Regions from separate parts of the Mus musculus genome. Here regions 1 and 3 are each linked to region 2. The links are chromatin contacts, called in public ChIA-PET and promoter capture Hi-C maps. All regions are on one chromosome and are shown on one strand. Each heading gives the region's core, a stretch centred on a gene start, on an enhancer-like site or on the middle of the called end of the contact. The rest is flanking DNA. Distances are from core to core; before and after follow the strand shown. Region 1 holds the start of Sptssb (serine palmitoyltransferase, small subunit B). Region 2 holds the start of Ppm1l (protein phosphatase 1 (formerly 2C)-like). Region 3 holds the start of Il12a (interleukin 12a).

Evidence for each region. Promoter capture Hi-C pulls out the DNA fragments that hold promoters and counts their contacts. ChIA-PET counts read pairs in DNA pulled down with a chosen protein or histone mark.
Region 1: a promoter capture Hi-C map of embryonic stem cells shows a contact between it and region 2, with 3 times the contacts expected there. The contact joins the promoter of Sptssb here to the promoter of Ppm1l in region 2. A contact is called at or near these places in 4 of 39 promoter capture datasets (cranial neural crest, embryonic stem cells and stem cell-derived epiblast-like cells), 1 of 484 Hi-C or Micro-C datasets (embryonic stem cells), 4 of 115 datasets of contacts at active chromatin or transcription factors (embryonic stem cells and pancreatic cancer cells) and 1 of 9 other capture datasets (embryonic stem cells).
Region 3: an RNA polymerase II ChIA-PET map of memory CD8 T cells shows a contact between it and region 2, with 7 read pairs. The contact joins the promoter of Il12a here to the promoter of Ppm1l in region 2. A contact is called at or near these places in 1 of 39 promoter capture datasets (pre-B cells), 1 of 115 datasets of contacts at active chromatin or transcription factors (memory CD8 T cells) and 1 of 9 other capture datasets (liver).

The regions. Positions count from the first base shown.
Region 1 is chr3:69,857,424-69,861,605 of GRCm38.p6, forward strand. Sptssb (serine palmitoyltransferase, small subunit B) reads right to left here and starts at 2,471. Exons shown (of 3, transcript NM_133675.3): 1 at 2,408-2,471.
Region 2 is chr3:69,314,991-69,319,347 of GRCm38.p6, forward strand. It overlaps Ppm1l (protein phosphatase 1 (formerly 2C)-like), which reads left to right and starts at 1,928. Exons shown (of 4, transcript NM_178726.3): 1 at 1,928-2,975. The coding sequence starts at 2,577.
Region 3 is chr3:68,689,259-68,693,732 of GRCm38.p6, forward strand. It overlaps Il12a (interleukin 12a), which reads left to right and starts at 2,166. Exons shown (of 7, transcript NM_008351.3): 1 at 2,166-2,308; 2 at 2,765-2,898. The coding sequence starts at 2,293.

The DNA of each region.
Region 1 (4,182 bases), core at 1,221-3,720, 540 kb after region 2:
AGGATTAAATCCAGAGATAATTTTTCACTGATTGTTGTTTTGAAAAGGGGTGTGTTTATAGGCTTAATTCTAGAGGTTCAGTTTTATCTGGATGATGTGCTCATGTGTGTGGGGTATCTATACGCATAGCTGTGTGTGTGTGAATGCGTGTGTGTGTGTGTGTGTGTGTGTGTGTGTGTGTGTGATGTGTCCATACTTGTGCATGTATGTGGAAGTCAGAAGCCAATGTTTGGTGTCTTCTGTGGCTCTATATTTCATGTTTTGGGGTATGTTCTCTGTCACTGAACCAGGAACTTGTCCATTTGGCTAGAATGGACATCAGGAAAAGACTCCAGGATTCTCTTGTCTCTACCTTCCAGTTCTGGGATTACAGACACATTTTGCTGTGTCTTTTTAGGTAGTTGCTGGGGATTTGACTTGGGTCATCATGCTTGCATGTACTTTACTCTTTGAAACATCTATACAGCCCCAATCCTTAAAAATGAAGACACACACACACACACACACACACACACACACACACACATTTGCCTGCAAAACTTTTTTACTGTCTTTGTTAATTGGCCATGGACTTATAAAGGGTAGTTTTTATTTTAAAATTACGAAAGTTGTAAGCAGTAGGGAGCTACAGACTGGCTAATTTCTACTTGACGCACAGTAAAATTCTAAACGTGCATTTGCCTTAACTTGACATTTTTAATTTAACTTAATTTAATTACATTGGAATTAATTATTTAGTTGTTTAGAAAGATTTGAAAAGTGAGGTTGTGTGTCTCACACAAAAAGTTTGTTGTTGGTCTAAGCCAGTGGTTCTCAACCTTCGGGTCTCGATCTCTTTGGGGATCCAAAAGGACCTTTTCACAGTGGTCCCGTAAAACCATCTGTACATCAGATATTTAAATTATGATTCATAACAGTAGCAAAGTTACAGTTATGAAGTAGCAGCAAAAATAACGATGGTTATTTGAATAGGAGGGACTGTACTAAAGGGCTGCAGCATTAAGAAGGTTGAAAAGTACTGGTCTAAGTGATCCGTGTACAAAGTCATCACAGCGATTAAAATTCATGTAAATAGTGGTTACGGTAAGAGGCACAGGAGCAAACCAAATGTGGAAAGCAAGCGATGAAGCTCTCCCCCCAGTTTTCTGCACACATCATTTTAAAGGTTTTCTGGCAAAAATGGCTGTGTATTTCTTAGTATCATTTGATTAAAAATAACAATTGCTGTCATAAAGTCTTTTACAAAAAAACCCTGTTTTAGTCAGGGTTTCTATTCCTGGACAAAACATCATGACCAAGAAGCAAGTTGGGGAGGAAAGGGTTTATTCAACTTACACTTCCACATTGCTGTTCATCACTAAAGGAATTCGAGACTGGAACTCAAGCAGGTCAGGAAGTAGGAGCTGATGTAGAGGACATACATGGAGGGGTGTTTCTTACTGGCTTGCTTCCCCTGGCTTGCTCTGCCTTCTCTCTTATAGAACCAAGACTACCAGCCCAGAGATGGTCCCACCCACAAGGGGCCTTTCCCCCTTGATCACTAATTGAGAAAATGCCTTACAGTTGGATCTCATAGAGGCATTTCCTCTACTGAAGCTCCTTTCTCTGTGATAACTCCAGCTGTGTCAAGTTGACACAAAACTAGCCAGTACAAACACCAAACATCCCAATTCCCCTGATTCATTTATTTGGATTTTGGGGGTCTAAAGTTTAGATTTAACAAATCTTCTAATTCTGTATTGGCACATGGGCTGAGCTGATTCGAAGACTGGCAACCAGTTGAATGCCCTTCCAATTGAAACAAGTCAGGACTAACACTTGTAACCCCTGCTCCCCACAGACACTATGACATGCATTCCTCCAGGGACACATAGTCCTCTGCAGGCTGAGGATTTTGACTGCCGTGACAATCTCATAAGCATCCCTGAGAAAACACACTGTGCTTAATAATCAGGAGAAAAATACTAAGACACATTCTTTGCTGGCTATGGCTTACCTGCTGGCAGCTGACTCCTGTGTGCCACTGCCTAAAGTAACCCAAAGAGAGAGAACTAAATGAATATTACCACCTAAAGAAGGAAGCCACACGCATCTCAAGATATTTCCTTGAATATTAACAAACCGTACAAATGAATGAATGAATAATGAAAATAATGTAAAACATTTTTTTTCTTCTGCCTGAAAAAGTTCCAATAATAAAGTTTGGCTTCTGTTGAGAAAAGCATCTTAGTTTCCAACATAGTAAATGCCAAGAGGAACCGTTCAATTCTTAGAGTTGTAATATAGTTAAATAAGAAGCAGATAAATTGCATTAAAGCTCAGTTCTAGTTTCCCCCCATGCAGACAGAAACTCTGTGCTATGAAAGCTCCTTTTAGATTGGACGTAGGTAGTTTGAAAGATGCTTACCTCCTGCCTTAGAATGAGCTTAGATGCTCTGGCTTCTCCCCAGCTTCTGTTAGCTTGTCACTGTGTTGGGCGCAGCTGAGGCTCCCAGAGTTAGGTGTTCGGCCCCGCCCTCTGCACTACTGCTAAAACTCCAGTTCTGCCAAACTGATTCCGGTGATTAATAATTGACAAAAGGAAAACACTCTTACGCAAACTTATGTCCAACCGCAGGGCTTGCAGCGACTCCTTCCAGAAGAGAATGCGGGCTGCACCACTCCCCTCCCCCTTCACTCTAAGGTCCCAACTTCCTATGCGCTGATACTCAGTTCTGGGAGATTGGGTTGTTCTCGGAGGAATGCAGCCTAGTGACTTCTACATTTTAAAAATTCGGTTTGTTTGTTTTGTTTTTTCTGTAGCCTGTTCGCACTTCTTCAGAGATTAGCCTCTCAAGAGAGGGCGCCTTCTGCCTTACTGGGGGGAGCAGGGGTTCTGAGAGCTACGGAGGAGATCGAGGTGGCGCTGTCACCTCACCTCCGATTGCTGCAGTAAAACCGGGAGCCTAGGCAGAGATAGGAGGGGGGATGGGTGTTGCCCTCCCCCTCGCTTCAGCGGGGAGTTTCGACTCTACCAGAGGGGCACGTATTTTGGTGGTGGTGCAAATGATGATAGGGTGGGGATGGGGAAGAAAAGGAGGGAGGAGGGGAGGGGGAGATGGAGGAGGCAGCGGAGGCGACAGTAGATAAACCAGAGGTGCAAAGGTGAATACTGTAGGGCTTTAACCAATTCTCAGAGGATGCCTGTCAGCATACATCCGTCGCAGACTTGGATGAGGGGCGAAGAGGCCCGGGTCTACGCGGAGCAAGGCTGCAGTCTGAAACTCGGCTCCCGGCTGCAAAGTGAGCCCCGGGGTTGAGCCCAAGCAGCTGGTCAGCTCACCGGTTGTCAAAAGGCAAAGGAAGAAAACAAGCCACTTTGGCACTGACATCTAATTCTGACGCCTTGGAACCTGTAAAACAATCCCTCTCCCTCCCTGTACAGTCACCTTCCTCCAGGTAGCAGGGAGGTTAAGGTTGAAAACTACCCCCACCCTTCCCTGGTGGAAAGAGTAGGAGAACCGTGCCTAGAGAACTTGTGTGGGTTCACTCACAAGTGCAGGGAATTCTTTTGCAGACGAATGGCTGGAGGGCAAATTGGGAAAGGGGGCCGGCAGTCGGCGGGGTGCCGCAGAGACGCACAGAGCCGCTCTGGGGCTAGCGTGCCTTGCGCGCAGCATCTTCGCTGGAAACCCGCAGCCAGACCTTGATCGATCTCTTTCGTCTTCATCCTGGGCAATGCTTGCATTTGACTCTGTGGTTGGGCGCTAAGGGCGCACAGGGTCTGGAGGCTCCTCATCCTGCATATTCAACCGAGATTTTTTTTTTTTTCTGTCCAAGATCTAGGGGCGTCCGGGGACGGAAGCCTCTCGATTAATGAACATTTGGGCAGCATCTGCCATTCAGCTTCCACTCCAGGAGGGGGAGGCATCGTAGGCTCCACTGGGCCGATTGTGCTGAAGCGCGAATTTGAGCTACTGGCAGCTTTCTGCTCTTTCTCACAACACACTTTCAGCAGGATGGGAGCGCCAGCATTACGCAGAGGGAGCCTTATGCTATTGGACCGTGGTGTCTCCATGCAGGAAGCAGGGTGTCCCCCAAAGCTGAAGGTGGTTGGGGGGCTGGGAATGAGCCAGTGGAACACATGCCCATGCTTGGTGCTTTTTACAGCTCTCTTTCCTTTCAGCTCTTGTATTTAGTGCT
Region 2 (4,357 bases), core at 678-3,177:
GCATTACACATTGTAAGTTACATGGAATTTCTCAACAGAAATAGGGAAATGCCTAGAGGGTCTTCAAAAAATATTTTTGATTTTTACACAGATGAATCACTTGGATGTAAATGTCACAGCATAACATCACAGAATTGAAAGATGTCTAAGTTTACTTCTTAATTCATTGAATCAAGCCATTATAGTAATCATGCTTGCTTAGTTTTGGGGAAACGAATCGCATACCTAGGTGTAGCTTCACTAATCCTAGCATTTGGAGTCCAGGCAGAGGACCTTTGGGCTGGGACTTTTACTACTAGTGACTTCAAGAGAGGTCAGACTTCTGGAATCCTTATCAGTTTATCTACAAACTGTTTGTTGGAGGAGACAAAATTGTATGGACAAAAGTACTAATATACCTCAAATCTGCTAAGTTATTACAGTAAGAAATAATTACAATTGTCCTAACAATACCTAGACATTCTCTCTAGCTACAGTTCTTAGAGGAGTTTTCTTTTATTATCTGATTTTGGAACCTCTTGAATGTTGAATGAAATGACCCATTTTCATATTTTCTCGATCAGGTGGACAATATCGAAAACTATGGCCATAATCATAATTAAAGACATATCCTAGTTTTCAAAAATATACTCTTAACAGTTGCTTATATTCCTTTCCCATCATTCCTACTTATGTTTATATTGTTGGGGTCATATTATTTAAATACTTAAGCATGTTTCTTCTGTTGTTGTTGTTAGGGAAGTCCAGGTTTTTGTAGAAACTTTAGCAGTTACGGAGAATAGACAAAAATCTGGACAAAATGTAAATTGTTTAAAGTTACTTTAGTTGCCAACTGTGAACATTTTGTTATATTTTATTGCAGTAATTATATTTTATATCTTAAGACGGAACTGGGATCAAAAGAAGGCAGAAGTGTTTGGGGGAACACTGGCTGGGAGACTATCAGGATGCCTGACCGTCAGTCCGGTGGGTCAGCACCGTCCTTCGTGGACAGAGGTAGAGAGAAAGAGAAGTTCCTTTTAAAGATTACTTGCTTCATATTCTAGGCGACCAGTCCTTGCCCCAACTTCAAGTTATCCTGCTGAGGTCCACCTTTGCCTACTCAAACTCCTGCCCTCATCTTCGGCAAGGACTGAAGGTGGTTGTCACTTTCAAGGCTCCAGAGGATTTCTAACTTGAACCATAGGCAGAGTAGCTCGCTGAGGGACACTCCAAGCATGTTCCTTATGGATGAGTGGCCACCAGCACAGTCCCAGTCTTCAGAGGCCGGCCCTTCCTGGTCCTCCGGCGTTTGCCATTACACGTCAAGCCTCCGGTTCTGAGATCCCCGGTTCTGCCTTCAGAGAGACATAGCTCTTGCGGTCCGAGTCCAAGTCCTGCCTCTTGGGAGATCCCGGCGGGTCTCTGTGGCAGCTGCCTCGGGTGGCCAAAGTAATCACTCACTTTCGATTTTTGAGACAGGAGAAATGTGTCCCATCTCGCTAGCCCTACGAAAAGTCTGGCGTGGACCGTACCATTGTGTAGCGTGCCGGAGGGGGGGAGGGCTCAGGTACAGCTCCCGGCTCCCCAGCGAGCAGCCGTGCCGCCCAAGAAACCGACGTTCAGTGACCTCACGTCACTATCACATTGTCCCTGGGAGCCGGCCTCCAAGGCAGAATCGACAATCGGCTAGAGCTGGGCGGCTGGATTTGCCGCTCACCCCCCGCGGCTCTCCCCCGACCCGCCTGCTGCCCACGTGCGTCCGCCCCGGCGAGCTCCTTCGGGCCCCCAGCCGGGTGACAGTGTTACGCATCTGGAAGCGCCACTCCCGGGGCGGGGCGGGGCGGGGCGAGCGTGTGCGGGGAGGGGAGGGGCGAGCGCGAGCGGAGCCGGGAGCAGCCGAGCGGAGTCGAGCCGAGCCGAGCCGAGCCGAGCTGAGAGGTGCTGGGGAGAGGCAGGCAGAGCCTGCCGGCGGCTCCGCACCCATCGTGCTGCGTTTCCCAGCTCGGTGTCCCCCTGCCTTTGCCCAGGCACCGGCAAAACTTTTATTGTTTCGGGGACCCCCCCTGGATGTGTGACGAAATCGCAACGCTCCGCTGTCTCGTCCCCCAAGCTCGCCTGCAGCGGCGATCGAGGGAACGTGCAACCCTCGCCGCCGGGCTCTTGCGCCCTGCGCTTCCTCACCTGCCGATCGCTCCCGGGAACCGCGAGGGGGGACCCCTAAAGGGACCGCGCGGGCATCGGCACCCCGAAATCCTCTTCACCGTTGCGGACCGGCTCGGCGCAACTTTAACTTGATTCCTGTCGCCCACCCGGGGCACCCGCGGCGGCCGCCGCCGCCGCCGTCGCTGCGGTCTCACAAAGAGCGCGGGGAGGGAAGGCGGCGCAGGCGGCAGGCACGGGCCTTCGGGCTGCCCAGACAAAAGGGAAACTGCCATCGTTCTGGACGACTGTTCCGAGCGGCCGTGGGTTCGTTCACCCTGTCGGCCCGGGCTGCCTCTCCGCCTTGGTCCCCGCGGGCAGTGCCCGCAGTACTCGGACCCCGCGAGTTGCGGGGCACGCGTCGCTGCTGCTGGTCCGGGCTCTAGGGATAATAAATGATAGAGGATACAATGACTTTGCTGTCTCTGCTGGGTCGCATCATGCGCTACTTCTTACTGAGACCCGAGACGCTTTTCCTGCTGTGCATCAGCTTGGCTCTCTGGAGTTACTTCTTCCACACGGACGAAGTGAAGACCATCGTTAAGTCTAGCCGGGACGCGGTGAAGATGGTGAAGGGCAAGGTGGCCGAGATTATGCAGAACGATCGTCTTGGAGGACTTGATGTGCTGGAGGCCGAGTTTTCCAAGACCTGGGAATTCAAGAGCCATAATGTGGCGGTGTACTCCATCCAGGGCCGGAGAGACCACATGGAAGATCGCTTCGAAGTTCTCACCGATCTAGCCAACAAGACGCACCCGTCCATCTTCGGAATCTTTGATGGGCACGGCGGCGAGGTAGGAGTTCTCTGGGTCTATGTGTGTGTAAATAACCGGGCGTCTCGTGCTTGGCGGGGTCGGATCGGGGTGAGAGGGGCGTGGTAATGACCTGGTGATGACAAGGTGAGTCAAGTTCCCAAGACCCTGCCAAGGAGATCTTGGGTATGAGAGCGTTCACTTTAGCTGAGAGACACGAGAGACACTGGATATTCCGTGCCATTTTAATATAAAGTTCCCAAGGTCAGAAGCCAGTTAATAACTGCTAGTTTTCTGGGAAGAATGAATAGTATATGCAGTGAACTTTGTCACCAGGCCTCAGTGTCCCGGTTCTAGAGTTTGAGGCAGTTAAGGAACGTCGTGTCTTTCGTGTACCCCTAAAAGAAGAAGCCTGCACCAGTTGGATAGACTGGGTGAAGGTGAAGGAAGCTCCGACTTCTATTCGCTTCGCGCTAGGGAAGGACTCCCAGCTGCAACGCTTCGCTTCTTCCCAACTCTGCCAACTTTGCTAGAGCCATAGGACGTGGGACAGGGTGCCTCGCTGGTGGTGGGTTTTGGCTGCCTGGCCTTTGCAGAGGTGGCAGTGCGCTCAGAGCCGGCGTTAGGCACACCTGACCTCTATGCAGTGGCCAGCTTGGGGATGCTGATGTCCTCTTCTTTCTATAAGCCTTTGCTTGGGGTTGATCTGGGAGCAGGAAATAGACTAAAGCCTGCTATAGGTCTTTCTGGCATATTTCTGTGACATTGGACACTCTGGGCGTGTGGAGTCTCAGGTTTCCTGGAGGTCCTGCCCTTGGCCCTGTGCCCAGACGTAGGGCGTGTTAAAATGTGGCTCCGTAGCAAGTTCTGACATCTGCCTCAGCTGGACACTTGTAACTTACATTGCTTCAGGCTTCCCCACCTCTTTCTTGGCGGCATTCCTTTCCCGGGTTGGTTGTCCTGTCTTCCTCTTCCCCTTTCCTTGCATTCTTATCCGTCTTCCTCCTCCCGGTGGGCCCCAGGGCACCGTTGCTTGTTTTTGGTCTGAGGAAGCTTTCAGTTGGTTATCTTATAGGCGCTCTCCACTCTCCACTCACCGTTTGCAAATGTTGCCCAGGTTACAGTGCCTCCCTGTTAACTTTGTAGAGAACACCAAACATTTGGAGCATTTAGGTGATAAGACTGGAATTAGTATTTAAACAAACATTTTTTCCCACCCCCTTTGCCTGTTTATAGTATGACCTTCAGAATGAAAGTTTCTCATTCATCATACTTTTGTAGTTTTGGGGCAGTTCGGAGTTCTCCTCCCATTGGCCACAGGGTAGCTGAAAGACAGGAGGTTAGTTGAGATAGGAGACACAGCCTAGTGAGCAAAAAGATACCAACAACCAAGGGTAGCTGTTTAGTGATGGAGTCATAATGTT
Region 3 (4,474 bases), core at 916-3,415, 630 kb before region 2:
CAAACAAACAAAATACAAAACAAAAAATCAGAAATAAACAAACAAACTTAAAGAAAAGTAACATTACAGAGGAAAGTAAAACCATCAGGAAATGTTTGGCAAACGTATACAGAGAGCAAGTACGCGTGAGTCCTCCCGCTCACCCATGGAGTGCTCACCCAGGAACGAAACATCTGTATCCCAGCCTCCACTGCAAGGTTTATAGACCATGAGGAAGAGGGCATGGAAACGGTGTAAAGGGCAGAGGTCAGGGAGGACTGCGGAGAAATACTGTTTCTCTGGAATACAGCAACAGTGCACTTGCCAACCCAAGGCAGCTGTCCTAGGAGTCAGGTTTTCAGGTTCACCCAGGCAAGATTCCAACATGGAGCATGACATTTCAGGACTTCTTCAGGAGGGACATTCAGGCTTTTTTTGGGGGGTGGGGGGTGGGGGGTGGGGGGAGTTGTGGCCCCTGGTTAGTTGACTCTGCTCCTGATTTATGAGTGTTTAAACAGGACAAATTAAACTCATGACAGAAGTGAGGGAAGGATCGTTGGAGAAGGCCTGAGGGACAAATATGATCAAAATACATTGTAGCTTGTGTGAATTCTACAAGAATTTTTTTAAAGTTGTATTTTAAATGCATGGGTTAGGGACTGTGTCTGGTGGCCAAGAATGTACACTGAACAGAGGCTCTGGACTCACCTGGATGGCAGGAACTACCTTTTTGTAAGAGTTTGCCCTCTAGGAAAGGAACAGCTCCCTTAAATGAGCTTCATTGTAACCTCCTGGGCAAGCACAGCTCTACATAAACTATTACGACATCAGTAATTCTAATCATCCATTGTCCCTTGTCCCCAGTTCACAGCCACAGGGACCTCACTGATCAGAGCTGCTATGGTGTCCTTCTTATTGGCTTGGCTTCGCCCTTTTCAACAGAGGTCCACCCTGCTGAGTAAGTGCTCACTGATCTCTTCTGTCCAGGCTTTAGTGGACTTCAGAAGGAAGAGGCACCGGCTCTTCTCTCCCGTGCTCCCAAAGGCTTGTGGTTATGGAGATGGTTGCCTCAATAGGAGGTGGGCTCTGACAGCTGGATGGGTCTGGGGGAAGCCAGACACATGGCAGGCTCCAAGTCAATGACCAAGCAGGGCCTCCTCTCTCTGCACACCCAGTGAGGCTGTCTTGGGGTAGAAAGGAGTTAAGTTCCAAGGAATCTCCTACCCCAAACCTCCAAATTACAGCTTGTCATTGCAAGCTTCGAACTCTCACACTTTCTTTGCAGGAGCTGGGACTACGCTCAATCAGCCTGGGGAGTTATCAGGTGTTAGCCTGTTACCCCACTGGGAATCCCTTCAGCCACCTTTGTTCTCCATCTTGAATGGAGCCATGGGTTGGCCATATCCTGCCACCTACTCCCTTGGATCTGAGCTGGACCCTTGCATCTGGCGTCTACACTGCTGCTGAAATCTTCTCACCGTGCACATCCAAGGATATCTCTATGGTAAAAGTCCAGAAAGGCTAAAGATGTTGTCCACAATCTCTCGGCAATGACCAGATATATCCCCACCAGTATCACAACTTGCAACGCGCTCCGTTCCCATCTGCCCTCTGCCTCCCTACTGTGTTGATTCCCATTTCCAAAACTAGCTCAGAATGCATCCCACTGGCAGCCAGGCAATGCCTTCTTGCAGATCTGGAGGCTTCAGGAGCCTTTGCTGCCTCTTAGGCTCCTGCAGAGAGATGGCCTTGCTCTCTCTGGGCCCTTTTCCCCCAAGATGCTGTGCAGTCGTCTCACTAAATCAAAACTGCCAGAACTGAGTTTTAAGCGATATATAGCCACCACATCTATTTTGTTCCTTTATACTTTCAAAGTAGGACAGATTCGCAAAATACATTGAGTCAGACTCAGTGTCCACGATGGAGAGACGAGTGGGTAGCTTGTGCTTCTTTAGAAGGGGCACTGGGCAGCGTGTTAGGGCTAGGGGGTAGTGGGGCAGGACAGACCTGTCCCGGGACAAGAGTGGCTACTCGCAGGCCGGTTTTGCTTTCGCTCTGAGTGTGGTGGGCGGTGGGACGGTCCCGAATCTCCTCAAACGGGCACTCCGAGAGTTAATTCGAAAGCGCCACCAGCCTTGGGGGCGATCGACGCACTTGTCCTTGAGATGTAGAGACAGAGAGAGAAAGCAAGAGACACAGTCCTGGGAAAGTCCTGCCGGCTATCCAGACAATTATAAAAATGTGTCTCCCAAGGTCAGCGTTCCAACAGCCTCACCCTCGGCATCCAGCAGCTCCTCTCAGTGCCGGTCCAGCATGTGTCAATCACGCTGTAAGTACCTGAGGGCCGGGACCAGGGTGACTTGATGAGAGGAGAAGGCTTGAGAAAGAACAGACAGAAGCCCTGGACCCATTAAGGGAGACTAAAGGGCTGCCAGCAACTGCAGGCCAAGGGAAGGAAGAGGGGAAAGATGGTCGTGCTAGATTGCGCTGCACCGAGCATGGTCTCATTATAGAACAACCCTGGGGGCTACGGCTATGCCCGTTTCACAGAAGAGAACTAAAGCCCAGCCTTGAAACCAATGTAAGGAAAATGCAGGTCTCAGGCAGTCCCCAAACAAGATCTGGGAGGTCTTGCTTCATCTGTCAGCCCCGGGGAAGGGCTTAAATTATGTGTGGAGGGAGGTCAGTACCCAGAATGGATGGAAAAAATTGCCAGAATGGCTGAAGAAAGAGGCAGGTCAAAACCAAGTTGACAAGCTCCACCTGCCCTTTGTTTCCCTTCCAGACCTCCTCTTTTTGGCCACCCTTGCCCTCCTAAACCACCTCAGTTTGGCCAGGGTCATTCCAGTCTCTGGACCTGCCAGGTGTCTTAGCCAGTCCCGAAACCTGCTGAAGACCACAGATGACATGGTGAAGACGGTGAGTTTCTCCTGTCCTTCTGGCTTCAAAGTTCCGCTGTTGACATGACTTCTAACCTATCTGGTATCTGCTGGGAAGTTTATGGTATCTGGCAGGAACCGTAGAGGGTTTCAAGACTTCTAAATATAATCTAAAGGAAACTGTGTCTCTAGAGAAAGGAAGAATGGTAATAAATTGTAACGGCATCGGTTTAGGCTGTGTCTACACAGAGGAAAGTGGGGACTTGCAATGTCCCTCCCAGCCTGCCTGCCTGTGTGACACAGTGTCAGGTGCTCCCTGCTTCTGCTTCAGGGCAGGTGGAACAGGGAGACAGTCTCTAGGTACACTCTCTGTGCTTCACAAGCCATAGAGATGAATTAGATTGTCTCTCCCCCTGCTCACCAGTGTCCAGCACTGTGATGCAGTCCCTTGTCGGATGGACACATGTCAGGGAGGACTCAGACATCAGATAGCAAGCAGGTCCAGCCTCCAGTTTTCTGGGGCAAGTGTGATCCAGTTTTAGTCACGGCTCCACTCATTTTTCTCAGGTTTCATGTTTGAATGCAAAATAGCCTTTTCCGTTGTAAAATTGCCACGGTTTCCTCTCGCTTTGGGGACAAAGCTACAGCAAAATGCTAATGTGTTTGAGATATCCTGCAGCTGCTAGGGCTGGAGATCCAGTAGAATTCTGGCTTAATTATGAATGGGTCTCCCGGGTTCTATCCCCCAACAGAGCGTGCGTTCATAAGCACCTGGGAACAGAGGAGGGAAGGAGGGAAACTCTGTCTTCCTGTTTTGTTTTTAAATCTTTCTTGAGGATCTTCTAGCTTGTTGTCTTATGGCTATCCCAACATAAGCTCCGCTCCACAAGCCCTTCTTGGTGAATTTTCTTTCTTTCCTTCCCGTCTTGCATAACGTGCTGCTGGCTGTTCCTCCAAGCTCAGTCTTAATTGAGTGGGGTTCCCAGGAGGGAGAGATGGCTCTGTGGTTAAGAGAGCTGGCTGCTCTTCCAGAGGTCCAGAGTTTCCACACCCTCATGGTGGCTCACAATCATGGTAACTCTGATCATAGGGAACCTGTCGTTTTCTCTGTGCCTCTGTGGGCACTGAGCACATGCCACACAGACATCCATGCAGGCAGAACACTCTTGGCCATGAAACCTTAAAATGAAGGAGAAACCTTACGAGAGGTTCCCTAAGGAATCCCTGCAGAAGGGAGAGATTGTTTTCCTAAGATGAGGTTTGGTGTGGAGGGGATGAGGTATTCAAAGTTAACTAGCCGCTCCTCACTCCTCTGCTGCCAAATACCAGCACTGGGCTTCGAGACACAATAGAATTCGACCTTGTTTTCGTTTGGGTCACTATTGCTCTCTAGTTGAACACGGAATCCACGGGGGCACATTGCTGTCTGTCCTTTGTCACACCCCAGGACCACAGCTGCATGGAAAAGTCATCGCAGGCTTCAGTCAGAGAGCTGTTGACTTCCTAATATGTTGTGTAATTCTGTTCAGTGGTGCTTTCCAGCACACCAGGGAATAAGAGACAGTCCCCGCGTATGTAAATTAAAGCTCAACTAGTATTTAGGGCTTGCAAGTTTG